2 separate regions of the Mus musculus genome follow, and region 2 is linked to region 1. Evidence: chromatin contacts called from public HiChIP or PLAC-seq data. All regions are on one chromosome and are shown on one strand. Each heading gives the region's core, a stretch centred on a gene start, on an enhancer-like site or on the middle of the called end of the contact. The rest is flanking DNA. Distances are from core to core; before and after follow the strand shown.

Region 1 (6,903 bases), core at 2,527-5,026:
GTGATTGCTGGGATTTGAACTCAGAAAACTTCGAAAGAGCAGTCAATGCTCTTAACCACTGGGCCATCTCTCCAGCCGCAAACTAAAGACTTTTAACAATAAAAATTGTAAACCAAAAGCAGGGAATGGTCTATAAGCAGTGGTCTTCACAGCTTCACACGGTCCCACTGTCATCATTCACAAACCATCAGGATCTTGAGGGGCTCTGAGGAAGGTGGCAGCCTCACCCCTGCTTTTCTCTCCAGTGAAAGACGACCCTCACAGACAACCCGAGTAAGTGGCTCTACCCAAGATCTAGTTCTTAAGTCCTCAAACATCTCAAAATGTGCAAGAAGTACAAATGCTTTTTCTCTTTAAAAAAAAATCTTGGTTGAGTAGTAATTATGTGAGACAAGGCATATGAGAGGAAGGGAGGTCTTTAATCCGTCACATTACAAGGGACAACGATGACAAGCACTCATGTCTCACAAGTTAACAGTGTGTAAGTTACCAGCTCGGTTTGAAATATTGCTTTTCATATTGGGAATAAGAAATCTAATCCGAAGTATAAATTGCCCTTGAGATATTCATTAATGACTGTAGTAAAGCAGGACATTGCAAAGTACACTTGCATTATCTTTCCCACATTTTTAATTGATACTTAAACATGTGCTTTACAATGTGCATAACATATTGCTGCTATAATAGAGGCACAGAATTGCATTAAATGCACATATACCTGCCATGAGGTCACATTCAATACTGCTTGCTGCTGACATTGGGGACAAAATGGGCTTGGGAGCCACTTTCCTAACCCCCTCAGAAAGTCTCATCCAAACCCTCCCCGTTCTTGCCAGGGAGGCTCACATCCTCAGTGGAAAAAAAGGAAAATGGTTTAAAAGAATGATCTTAAGCAAAAAGAATATAGCTAGAGGACCCATAAGACATGACTCTAAAACATATTCCTAAGCTACAGTAATGTAAACAGTCTGGTACTGGCATACAGAAACGGTGACAGACAGATGGTGTCTTAGTCAGGGTTTCTATTCCTGCACAAAACATCATGACCAAGAAGCAAGTTGGGGAGGAAAGGGTTTATTCAGCTTACACTTCCATACTGCTGTTCATCACCAAAGGAAGTCAGGACTGGAACTTAAGCAGGTCAGGAAGCAGAAGCTGATGCAGAGGCCATGGAGGGATGTTTCTTACTGGCTTGCTTCCCCTGGCTTGCTCAGCTTGCTTTCTTTTAGAACTCAGGACTACCAGCCCAGGGATGGCACCACCCACAATGGGCCCTCCCCCTTGATCACTAGTTGAGAAAATGCCTTAGGGATGGATCTCAAGGAGACATTTCCTCCTTTTTCTGTGATAACTCTAGCTTGTGTCTAGTTGGCACACAAAACCAGCCAATACAGATGGAATGTAGGAAGAACCTAGAAATAAAGCACACATGGCCAAATAATTCCTAATTTCTAACAAAGGTGCCAAGGACATACATACCCTTTGGATTTTTTTTTTTTTTTTTTTTTTTTTTTTGGTTGAATGGTTGGTTGGCTGATTGGTTGGTTGATTTTTTAAGACAGGGTTTCTCTGTGTAGCCTCTGGCTGTCCTGGACATAGCTCTGTAGACCAGGCTAGGATTAAAGACATGTGTCACCACCACCTGGCTCAAAAATGTAATCAATAGGTTGGGAATGTAGCTCGGTGGTAAAATGTTTGCCTAACATGTGCAAAGCCCTGGATTCAACCCCAGCACAATAAAGAGGAACTCAAAATGGAGTCAGGCTTAAATGTAAAACCCCTGAATCGTTTAAATAAAAAATAGGGCCAGTGTCCTATGGCAGAAGTCTGGGCAAGTATTTTTGTTAAGCATGGGAATAAAAGCACAGACATCAACACTAGACAAATGGGATGAGGTCACAGTGAATGCTTCTGCACGGAAGACAGACAACTGTCAGAGTGAAGAGGCGACTTACAGAGTGGAGCTCTGGGAACTACCCAGCCAATAAGGGGTTAACACCAGACCATGCAAAGACACAGAAACAGTAACAAACCATAGTCAATCAATCCAAGTGGTGGTATAGCGCTTTGGTAGAGTGCTTACCTAGCAGCACAAGGCCCTGGGTTCAATCACAGTACCACCAGATAGATAGATAGATAGATAGATAGATAGATAGATACATACATACATACATACATACATACATACATACATACATACATAGACAGATGGGCTGACTGACTGACGAACATACATATAGGAAATGATCAGAATGAGCATTTCTCATAGAAGCTGTGTGGCATCTTCCTCTCTTTCCCATACATGCACACATTTACATTCACACACAGGATGGGATATCTATTCAGCTCTAAAATGTAATCGGGCTGTCATGTGGTCAACACAGATGGACCTGGGGCACATAATATTCAGGGAACTAAGCCAAGTACAGAAAGACAAACACTGCGTCTTTCACTCTGCTGAAAATGCTGAGCCCACAGAAGTAGAAACTAGAATGGTGGTCCAGAGGCTGGGAAAGGACCCAGGCACTGGGGGGAGGCATTAAAAAGAGTGGCTAGTGGATAGGATACGTAGTCTCAGCCAGACAGGAGGAAAGGGTTCGGATACTTCATTACACAGGACAATGTTCATAGCAGTATTCTATTGTATAATTCAAAGTAGTTAGAAGAGATTTTAAATTCCTTATCACAAAAAAAAATCATAAGAAACATAAATATCCGGAGAGATCAAAGGCACCCTATAGCGATGGACCATCAGCATCTGTCCAAACACACAGCTGCTGCCAGCACCATAAATGGGTGGCTGCCTCCCAACCCTGTCAGAGATCTGCTAGTTTAACTGGACTTTTAGCCCTTTGGAGCCATAAAGACCCCAGTCAAATTCCAGCTCTGTGACTCACTGAGATATGGAAGAACTAGAGACAGACCAGTCCTCTGGCCTGTGCAGACGCAGAAACAAAAGTGGCCGGCGGGGGGGGGGGGGGGGGGGGGGGAAGCTCCGGGAGCACTTCTATGTTGATGTTAATTAAGATGTGTTTAAATTATGTGCAAAGTGGGGCAGGCATGTGCACATGAGTGCAGGTGCCTGTGACAAACCAAGGACTCAGATGAGCCGGAAGCTGAAGTTGCAGACAGCTGGGAGCTGCCCCTCGTGCAAGAGCAGTACCGGCTCTTAAAGGCTGAGCCATCTCATCTGCCTGATGTTAATTCTTTAATATATAATTTTCAAAAATATTAACGTTGCATTTGGATAGTTGGTGTCTTTATGTAGTTTTTACAAAAATGGGTGTTAAAATACTAAGTAAACGTAAGATAGCTAGATTTGTGTGTCCGCAACTGGGGAGATGGAGTTTCAGAAATGTGCTAAGGACAGCCTGGGCTAAAAGACCTTAAATGCTTGGGGTCAAAACTCTGCAGCTATTCCCAGCTTGTGCACAAATGAAATCATTGCAAAGCCTTTGAAACAACTGCAGGACTTGGACAAGCACACCTCTGCCCTAGAGCATCACCCCTGGGGTCCTAAGCTCTGGCCTTGCTTTAAGAACTAACAGGAATCTAAGATGGTTCTGCTGTGTAGGGTGACAGCCTCTGCTACTCTGTGAAGGCGAGGCCTGGGGCGGGGGGGGGGGCGGGGGGCGGGGGTGTTTTCACAAAGAGTGCACTCTACTGTGTGCTGTGGGAATCTACAAGAAGTGTCCAGTTACCAGGGAAAAGGGGGAGAATGGCTCTGGGCTCAGGCACTGCCCGGCATGGTCCGCCGGCCAACTGTGCGGGTTTGTCGCCCCCTTCTGTCCCTTGTCGGAGACGGACATCGGTGCCCTGGAGGCTCACCGCGGGCGAGCTCTAGGTTAGGGTTGGATCTTGCAGAAAGGCACCTGAACCCTCAATGGCTAGAATCCAAGAAAGCAAAGGAAACCGAGTGGAGCCTAGAAGTGCCAACAAACCGCGTGGCTCTCAGTATTTCTCCCACGCCACTACACTGCTCACCTGAAGCCTGAGAAGAAGCAGGACCTGGGAAAAAAACTCCAAATCTCTTAGGGCAGTCACTCCTCTCTAGACTCAGAGTTCTTGGGTGTCCCCAAAGCAGAATTGGTTTCTGCGCTAACCCCAAAGGAGCCTGAACAAACACAGAAAAGCTTCCAGACATTCTGTAAGGATCAGCCAGTCAGCCTAGCAGTGACCTGGGGACCCCAGGAGTGGCTCAAAGGGATATGGGCTTTAGACAGGGTCCTTGTTCTCCAGGAACTTTCTAGAGAGGGAGAGGGGAGGGAGGGAGAAAGGAGGGGGGAGAAAGGAGAAAGGGAGAGGGAAAGAGGGAGAGGGAGAAGGGGAAGGAGGAGGGGAGGGAGGGAGAAAGGAGGGGGGAGAAAGGAGAAAGGGAGAGGGAAAGTGGGAAAGAGGGAGAAGGGAAAGGAGGAGGGGAGGGAGAGGAGAGAGGGGAGAGGAGGGGGGAGGGGAAAAAGGAGGAGAGGGGAGGGGAGGGAGAAAGGGTGAAATGGCCAGTGGTACTTGCTACCATTTACTGAGCCCAGCAATTTGCCTCCATTCCCCAGAGAAACAGCAATGCTGTAGGTCAAAAACCTACCCCAGTAGAAGAGGAGTAAAGATGGAGGGACTGAGGTTCACAGAGACCAGAGAGCACAATTAAAGCAAAAGGCCCAGTCTTCAGCCCTGACTGGTCCCAACCCCACGCTGTCCACTAGCATTGTCCGATTACACACATGGAAGGTAGACATAGAGGACACGCGCCCTGGGTGACAGTGGTCACCCTGGGTGACAGGCTGGTGGGTGGGGTACGGTGAGAATGTGCAAATGTTTAACTCCTGTCTTTCAAAACAAACAAGGGTCAGTGGGTCTGGAGAAATGGCTCAGCCATTAGGGTGCTTGCTGTTCTTCCTTCCAGAGAACCAGGGTCGGCTGCTCACACACACACACACACACACACACACACACACACACACACACCACAGAATTGAAATTTAATCATAAAAGAAGTTTTTGAAGTCCAAAATACATTGGTAGAATGTTGTTAGTAAGACTATTTTAAGGACCAAAGGTAGATTAGAGTCTTTGCTCAACAGCCACCTGTCCTTGATTTTATTCACAGCTTGCTCTCTCACGGGCATGCTCTCTCTCTCTCTCTCTCATTCTAGTAAAATGTTAATTGTGAAAGTGTTGATATTTATTCATTTTGGGTTAAAGATAACAGGCTGTTCGTTATCTTATTTTCTGTGTGGCTCTATATTTAATTTTTTTCCTAACTGATATTTCCAGAGAAGAAGCAGAGATGATGAGTGTCTTCATGTGACATGGTGACACCAGTGCGGCCACTCAGCTGTCACAGAGCTTCACCGGCCCAGGCCTCACTCTGCATGAGCAACCCTTCTGTCTGGGGACTTTTGAGCAGTTGACAAACATGAATTAATGGCACCTCCTGTCACCTCCTAAAAGTCAGAAGGGCACGTGACAGACTGGTGGAGACCGTGCCTGGCCTGACCTCACACTGACAGTTACAAGCTGAATTGAGAGTGCATCTGAGACTCAGGCTCCAGCCTGAGCAGAGCTGAGGTAGCGTCTCCCCACATGCTGTAATAGCTTCAGGGTGCAGTGTGGCAAGATGCCAGCCTTCCCACCCTCACATCAAGCCCTGGTGAAGATGTCTCCTTCCATAGGCAAATGGAGATCTCCTTCAGGAACAGCCATGTCCTCTGGTCCTCTATCTTACATGCACAGCCAGGCTTGTGTAAATGCTGGGCTTGCGGTGGCATAGAATAGCTGTTTTTCTGTGACCACCTCAAGAAGAGCAGGCACCTATTTGCATGAGGACAGTCATGGGAATTTGTGGGGAGCCTGGTGAGAGACCCCCTAATCCACAGTCCCACAAGTCTGTGGGCTTTAGTTGTACAGGCCCAGAACCCAGTCTTAAATTCTTTTTTTTTTTAAGATTTATTTATTTATTATACGTAAGTACACTGTAGCTGTCTTCAGACACACCAGAAGAGGGCATCAGATCCCATCACAGATGGTTGTGAGCCACCATGTAGTTGCTGGGATTTGAACTCAGGACCTCTGGAAGAGCAGTCAGTGCTCTTAACTGCTGAGCCATCTCTCCAGCCCCAGTCTTAAATTCCTGTCTATCCACCTGTGGCATCGAGGCCAAGGTCCGGCGAGGACGGCAAGGGCTGATTGTTCTCTCTGACCTTGCTTCTCAGTCTCACGTGCACAGCTCTTGACAGACTGTTGGGAGCCGCGCCCACATTCGCCGTTACAAGATGGCGCTGACAGCTGTGTTCTAAGTGGTAAACAAATAATCTGCGCATGTGCCGAGGGTGGTTCTCTACTCCATGTGCTCTGCCTTCCCCGTGACGTCAACTCGGCCGATGGGCTGCAGCCAATCAGGGAGTGACACGTCCGAGGCGAAGGATAATTCTCCTTAATAGGGACGGGGTTTCGTTTTCTCTCTCTCTTGCTTCTTGCTCTCTTGCTTCTTGCACTCTGGCTCCTGAAGATGTAAGCAATAAAGTTTTGCCGCAGAAGATTCTGGTCTGTGGTGTTCTTCCTGGCCGGTCGTGAGAACGCGTCTAATAACAATTGGTGCCGAATTCCGGGACGAGAAAAAAACTCGGGACTGGCGCAAGGAAGATCCCTCATTCCAGAACCAGAACTGCGGGTCGCGGTAATAAAGGTTCCCGTAAAGCAGACTGTTAAGAAGGATTCAACTGTATGAATTCAGAACTTTTCAGCTGGGGAACGAGAGTACCAGTGAGTACAGCTTTACGAGGTAAGTCTGATCTTGAACTTTCTAAGGAAATTCAAGACAGTCTATCAGAAGTAAAGTGGAATATGTTTGGCCTTGAATTTTTTCTGGTGTTAGGAGCCCTTTTGTTCCTTTTCACATGTTATCAA
Region 2 (6,903 bases), core at 3,111-5,610, 260 kb before region 1:
GCTTGGCTCACAGACCGGAGACAAGAGATGGGCACCCAGGTGGGCGGGTCTGAGCCCGGTGGGCGGGTCTGAGAAGCAGTGCAACTTCTCGCTTATCGTCCTAAAGGCTGCCTTGGAACCTGGAACCTGACTACTCAACAGTTCTCTGCTGCTCCAATTGTGGTCCTGGCCAGAATTATGATCCGGAACCACACTCGCTCTGCTTGGCCGCAAAGTGTGGTACAGAGCTGTGGTAACTGAGCCTCAAACCTACCTGGCCTTCTCCTAAGGCCATTCAGACTCCATTTCAAAACAGAACCTAGCGCCACCCCCATCTTCTCATTCAGCCCTGGGCAGAAGTGTGTCGATTGACTTTGGGGTGACTAAGGTAGAATTTGGTGTCCTGCAGGGGTGCCCAGCCTTCACTAAGTCCAGCTTAGTGTGGTGAGTGTGAGACTGGGAGCAGACAGAAGGACGGGGGGGGGGGGGGGGGCGAGGGGGATGAGGAAGGCTGGAGACGGCTTCTAGCATGAGGTAGTGATGTAAGCGAGCCCTGAGAAGCAGAGGAAGGGAGAAAGCAACGGAAATCCTACCTACGCAGTTTCCCATCACTGCGACTGATAGCTGGGATCTTCCACTGAAACGGAAGGAAGAAGAGTTTCTCTCTGGCTCAGTCTCAGAAGATTCAGACCACGGACCTTGGTCCTGTGTCTCTGGGTCTATGGTGGCACAGCACATGTGGCGGGGACATGTGGCACAGAACTGATCATCTCATGGTCAGAAGCAAAAGAAGGTAGGAAGGGGCTGGTGTCCCAATCACTTCAGGGACTCATCTCCAGAGACCTTAAGTCTTCCGATTAGTGTCCCTCTCCCAGAGGTTCCTCGAGTTACTGTGATGACTGTTTTTTTTCTATATGAGCTGGAGTCATCGGAGAGGAGGGACCCTTAATTGAGAATAGGCTTCTATAAGATCTGGCTGTAGACACGCCTGTTGGGCATTTTCTTCAGTAATGTTTGATGTGAGAGGGTGGGGCCACCCCCGGGCTGGTGGTCCTGGGTTCAATAGGAAAGCAGCTTGAATGTTCAAGCCATGGTGACCAAACCAATAAAGAGCCCCCTCTCTCGCCTCTGCATCAGCTTCTGCCTCCAGGTTCCTGCCCAGTTTGAGTTCTTGCCTTGGTTTCCTTCAGTGGACTGTGTTCCAGGATGTGTAAGTCAAAGAGACCCTTTCCACCCCAGGTTTCTTTTCATCTGCTGTTTCATCACCGTGATATGCCTAAGATGTAATCCTGACACAGCTAGGGACCAAACTTCTGGACATGGGCCTTTGGGGGGCACGTGAATGTAAATTGCACCAGGTACTAGGAGAAGAGAGGGTTGAATGAGCAAAGACAGGGCCAGGGTCTGAGAAGCTGGGGTGGGGGTGGGTTCAGGGGGCACAGCAGGGCACTGATATGACCTCCACTGGCTCCTATGCCCCCTGCTGGCTCTTTGCTATGGTGATTGCCATGCTCTTGGGAATTTTGAGTTCTTAAATCTCTGATAACTTGAGATTGAGTTACTTTAGGAGGATTTGTGCCACAGGAAGTAGCCAATGTTACCCACTGGGGTTTTGAACTTAATGGAGGACCAAGTTGACCTTGCATAATGCTGGACCCTGTATGTGAAGAACCAAAATCAGCTTGTTGACTTCAGAGGAAATGCTCTCTTGATTGCAAGTACCAGGACCTTGTGCTGAGGTTGTTGGATTCTCCTGGTGACGCCACAAATGGATCAGGCCTTCAGGAAGGGACACAGCCAAGGACCTTGGACACTGTCCAGAAGGCTAGCTTCCAGTTCTGCTTTCTTCAGACCCCAGTCTCTGGCTCTACATTAATTTTTGTTTGTGTTTTAATTTGTTTTGTCCTCTTCCCCCATCTCCTTTTTCTCTCTCAATAGTGTTTCTGTGACTGTTATCTGGAAACATGGCTGCCAAGAGCCTCCCATTTTAACTATGGCAGCCCCTGATAACTCACTTCCCTTTTCTAGTTCTTGCCCTAGAGGACTGCCATCCTCTCCCTTTGGCCCGGATCCATCCTTTTTGGATGGGCCTTCCCTGCAGTGGAAGATGGGATTCAGGAAATGGACTTCTCATCCTTCATTGCTCAAGGACCCATCCTGGACATGTCAGCCGTGGCCAGAGGTAGTTACGTGAATGCTAAAGTTCATAGTTAACACTGGGTATGTCGGGGGAAAGGGTGGCCTTCCCAGAGGGGAACAAAGTCCCAGGCAGAAGGGCAATTGGTGCCAACCTGGATGAGACTGCAGAGGGCCCAGACCACAGGTGGGTGGTGTGAGCCGTGCCCAGTGATAGCTCAGCCCAGGGCTCACCGGGGAGGAGCGTCCAGGTTGATTCCTGTTGTGGATCGCTGTGGCTCTGTTACTGGGACAAGTACAGACATAACAAGCCAGCCTTGGTTCAGTGGCCATGACTAGCAGGTCATCTGCTCCCATCCAGAAACAAGGGTATTCATCTCACCTTAGCCTCATTCTCAGAGTGCTGAACTAGGTTCCCTCCCTTTCTAGTGACAGACTCCATCCTGTCCCTTTAATCCCTTTCCTTCCTGGTACTTTGCAAATGCTCAGTGTCCCCCACCAAGGCCACAGGACACACTCCATGTTCACACACACACACACAAGGGGCCTTTAAACCCTTGGTGGTGCCTCCCTTAGCCATGTGGGATCTCACTGCTGCCTTTGTTTCCCCGACTCCAACCTTCTGGATGCTTCCTTCTTACAGCTGGGTGCACTGACGTTAGTGAATCTTACTCTGCTTTGATAAGAAAGCAGTCTTTCACAGTGGCGGGAATGTCAGACTACAAGAGGCAGAAAGAGTTGAAATAGGACTGGAGAGAGGCAGGGGCAGCTCCAGGGCCAGGGCTTAACTAGTACTGAGAAGTGGAGGGAGAGGTGGCCAAGTCAGAACAAGGTGGAGACTCTGAAGAAGAGTTAGAGGTGGGGGCTGAGGGGAGGGGAGCTGGGTCTATGGTGGCACTCAGGGGAGCTTTAGAGTTTTGCTTATAATATAAAGAAATGAATATCAAAGTGACTGAGGTGGAACATGCACGCATATACACACACATCATATACACACATGACACACACATATACACAGACACACATACACACACAACATAAACACACATACACATATATACATATAACACACACATATACACATACACAGACATACACTCCATATATGCATACATACATACATACATACATACATACATATACACAACACACACACTGCAAAAGAATACTAAATAATTTACGAGCCAGATTCCATTCATATCCCATGCTTGTAATCCTAGTGTTTGCGAGTGGAGGCAGGAAGATCAGAGCTGAAGGCCAGCTTCAGCTACACACTGAGTTTGAGGCCAGTCTGTGCTACAGGAGATATAGTACCATCGATAGCAGAATTAATATCATAGGCTAGAGAGATGGCTCGGTGGCTAAAGCACTTGTAACAGAGTCATGAAGACTGAGCCTGAGATCCCCAGAAACTATGTAAAAGGTTGGCAGATGCGCTGGTCACCTTAATCCCAACACTGGAGAAACAGACTGCGGATCCCTTGGACAAGCTGGCCAGTTACACTAGCCAGAATTGGCAAGTTCCGTTCAGTTGAGAGATCCTGCCTCAATAGATTAAGTGGAACGCAATCAAGGAAGACACCCAATGTCAACTTTGTCAAATGTGTGTCTGTTTACATAGACACATGCACACACTCACGCATACACGAACATGCAAACATACATGTATGCATAAGCACACACCACAGTAGACAGCTCAGAGGACTCTTATAAGCTGGGCGCCAATCCCCCAAATCCAGGAATGAGATGTTCATAGCATTCAGGATGCTTCTGTCACAAGGCATCATTTCTAACAAGGGGAATCAACTTGTGGTAGTTCAAATATGCTTGGCCCAGGGAGTGGCTCAGGAAATGGCACTATTTGTGGGTGTGGCCTTGTTGGAGGAGGTGTGCCACTGTAGGTGTGGGCTTTAAGACCCTCCTCCTAACCACATGGGAGCCAGTCTTCTGTTTGTCTTCAGAATAAGATGTAGAACTCTCAGCTCCTCCTACACCATGTCTGCCTGGATGCTGCCATGCTCCTGCCTTGATGATAATGAACTGAAGCTCTGAACCTGTAAGCCAGACCCAGTTAAACGTTGTCCTAGGTTCTGGTGTCTGTTCTCAGCAGTAGAACGCTAACTAAGACACGGTTGTATGGCTTCCTATTCTGCATGTATAAATAGAACAGTGTGGTATATTCTCTTTAGGTCCAGCTGCTTGGGCTCAGCAGCCTGCATGGAATATTCATCACACTGACTGACTATGGAAGCTATGACTCATTCTCACTAGTGCAGAGAAGTCTCCTGGATGAGCGAGCCTACTGCAACTGATCTCTGTCCGTGTGCATCGTGCTGTTTCCAGCAGGGACTTGACATACTCGGCTGACAGTTAATGATCTTTATTCCCTGAACCATCCAGTTGCCTGGCATCAGGCCACATAGCAAACTTAGCAGGCCCGAGTTTAGCCAGCCCAGTCATAGAACAAAGTATTTCAGAGCCATATGGCAAGAAAGACAGAGGAAGACTGATAAAAAATAAAAATTGTCCTGTACTGGATAGAACTCAAGACATCATCACAAAACTATAGAACACAGTAACGTTCCAAGGACTCCTTCCATACACTAGTTCTCTGTACGAGCCTCACAGTGACATCAGAACAATGGGATGCTTTGTGTAATCCCTGACCAACATGCTGCGGTGATGTGACCCTCTCGGCATTGCTAGATTTTGTTACAAGACACACCTGAAACCTACTCCTTTTATGGAGAGAGACACCAATCTGGTTTAAATTACTTCTCCTGCTGGCTTACCAGTTTGCTCTTCTTATCTCAGTGTGTGTTTGCCTTTCAGAAGGAATTGAGCCGTTCATTAGGCAGGAAGTAAGACTCCGTGAGCTCGGAGAAGCCAGCCCACCCCTCCACCTGGTTTGTAGTTAGTAACACAGTCTCTACTGTAAGAATTTTTATTTTATTAGCGTTGACATTTACTCCTGCATTTGAATTGCAGAAAACCACCCTCCCAAAATAAACTCTCAAAGCCCTGTTGACCTTGCCATCTGCATGAATTATGTAGTAGCAAATGTTAAGGTCCCACTTCGAGGCTTTGCCTGATGATGAGACTTCCTGTTTCCTATGTGAAATAAAAAAGGAGGGTGGGTGGGGAAGCAGGGAGAGGGGACCCACCAGAGGGGACATTACCATGGTTAGTAACTGGATCCACGCGATGGCGTCCTGGAGCAGTCATGGGTGAGAAGCATGTGGGCACATTTATAATTTGCAGGGAACACTGGTAACCCTGTCAGTTGACTCCGTGTGCATAAATACTGTTTTGGATAAGGATGGGGGAGAAAAGCTGTCTGTAGTCCTGAGGAGTTCTTCTACATCATTGGTCAGTTCTCCATATGGAAGATAAATGTTCGCTTCAACAGCTTTGAGTTTGAAATAGTACTGAGTTTTGACCCAGGAAAGACTAGAAGAACATCAAGAGCCCACGGACCTGGATGTCGGGCCCTGATCCCTGCCAAAGGGCAGCACAAGTTCTCTCTAGGTAACCAGCCTCACTGAAATCACGGCCGTTCACAATACACAAATGTGTCTTTTACTCTTCTGTTCTTTCCTATTCTGTCTGTGGCTTCTGCTTCTGCGAGGAAGGGCCACACATATGAACAGGTGAACCGCCTAGACACTATAAATGATCTTTGGTCCAGCCCCATGATGGCCTTGGATTTATTACTTCGACCCTTGGGCGTGTAGGTGGGGTTGTTGGCAAGCAGACGTGAGGTGGCCTGGGCTTCAGGATCCATGATCAGTGTTTTAAAATTAAGATATAAAGTAGAAAACAATGTTCATCTCTTTTCTAGAAGCAGACCGTTGACCCTCTGGGGCACACCATGCATATCCACACCGAGGGGAGGCCTCTTCCGAGGGTCTTTGGAGAGCCCAGAAAGCCTTTTAGCTGTAAAAGATCCAGTGGCTACCAAGTACCAGCAGTTCTAGCTTCATAGCTTTTTAGTCAACTGGGATCCTGTTGCGATGAGGTTAACATGATGAGCAGACAAACATCAAGTCCGTTTCCAGTGCCGTGGCTGACCTTGGATGGCACAGTGGTCCTTAGGGCCATGGGATGGGTGTGCACGCAGAAAGAAGGGGGAAAGCACGCCCTTTGCAGCAAGCCAACCCAGCACTCAGCGCTAGGGATAAAAGATACAGAGTCTGTCCTCAGGGGAATCAGCCTAGTGATAACCCAAGTAATGGTAATGAGGGTGGAACGCACAAAATGTGAAGTGTAAGCCTAATATTCTCCACCACACATGAGGAAGCTGGGGTCCAGAGAGAGGAGAAATGGCTTGACTGAGGTTATCAGGCCCCCACCTCAGACTTGGTTTCTTTTTGCATCAACCCCTTGCCAAGCTTTCTCTCCCAGATGGGCTGCTACTACTACAGTAGCTTGTGTGTCTGTGCTTTGAATCTAAGTGGGTGTTCTGCTTTGAATCCAGTTACAGCTTGGATATGGTTTATGTCCTAGAAGCTTGGCCCCCTGTTTATTGGTATTAAGAGGTGATGGAATCTTTAAAGAAGTGGGTCCTAGTGAGAAGAAATTAGGTTATTAGGGGTGTCACCCTTGGAAGAAACTAATGTGAGTCCTGAAGGGGTAGGTTAGTTCTCTAAGGCTGAATTGGCGACTTGTGATGGTTGTCACAAGGTAAGTCTGGCTGCTTTGCCTCATACTCTCTGGCTTTCTTTCTCACCTCGTGATCTCTCTCTCTCTCTCTCTCTCTCCCTCTCTCTCTCTCTCCCTGTCTCTCTT

Evidence for each region. HiChIP or PLAC-seq counts read pairs in DNA pulled down with a chosen protein or histone mark.
Region 2: a contact with region 1 is called in an H3K4me3 HiChIP or PLAC-seq map of embryonic basal ganglia, with 8 times the contacts expected there. The contact joins two enhancer-like sites. A contact is called at or near these places in 4 of 39 promoter capture datasets (the 3T3-L1 cell line, embryonic stem cells, hippocampal neurons and 1 more), 9 of 15 datasets of contacts at CTCF or cohesin (CD8 T cells, the G1E-ER4 cell line, the NIH/3T3 cell line and 5 more), 216 of 484 Hi-C or Micro-C datasets (3T3-L1-derived adipocytes, the AML12 cell line, the AtT-20 cell line and 122 more), 22 of 115 datasets of contacts at active chromatin or transcription factors (the NIH/3T3 cell line, PVALB interneurons, SST interneurons and 16 more) and 4 of 9 other capture datasets (adipose tissue, embryonic tail, liver and 1 more).

The regions. Positions count from the first base shown.
Region 1 is chr1:181,269,939-181,276,841 of GRCm38.p6, reverse strand. No RefSeq gene overlaps it. Among named protein-coding and RNA genes, the nearest start is that of Gm39718, 14 kb to the left of the region's middle. Within about 2 kb of position 3,776, at least 44 of the 459 cell types and tissues checked have an H3K27ac peak or open chromatin away from gene starts, as enhancers often do. A contact at or near this core is called in the P5424 cell line, hippocampal neurons, neural stem cells and 1 more, where this site is marked.
Region 2 is chr1:181,533,203-181,540,105 of GRCm38.p6, reverse strand. Gm32767 (a long non-coding RNA gene) reads left to right here and starts at 92. Exons shown (of 3, transcript XR_373754.2): 1 at 92-423; 2 at 2,008-2,161; 3 at 4,305-5,110. Within about 2 kb of position 4,360, at least 72 of the 459 cell types and tissues checked have an H3K27ac peak or open chromatin away from gene starts, as enhancers often do. A contact at or near this core is called in the P5424 cell line, hippocampal neurons, neural stem cells and 1 more, where this site is marked.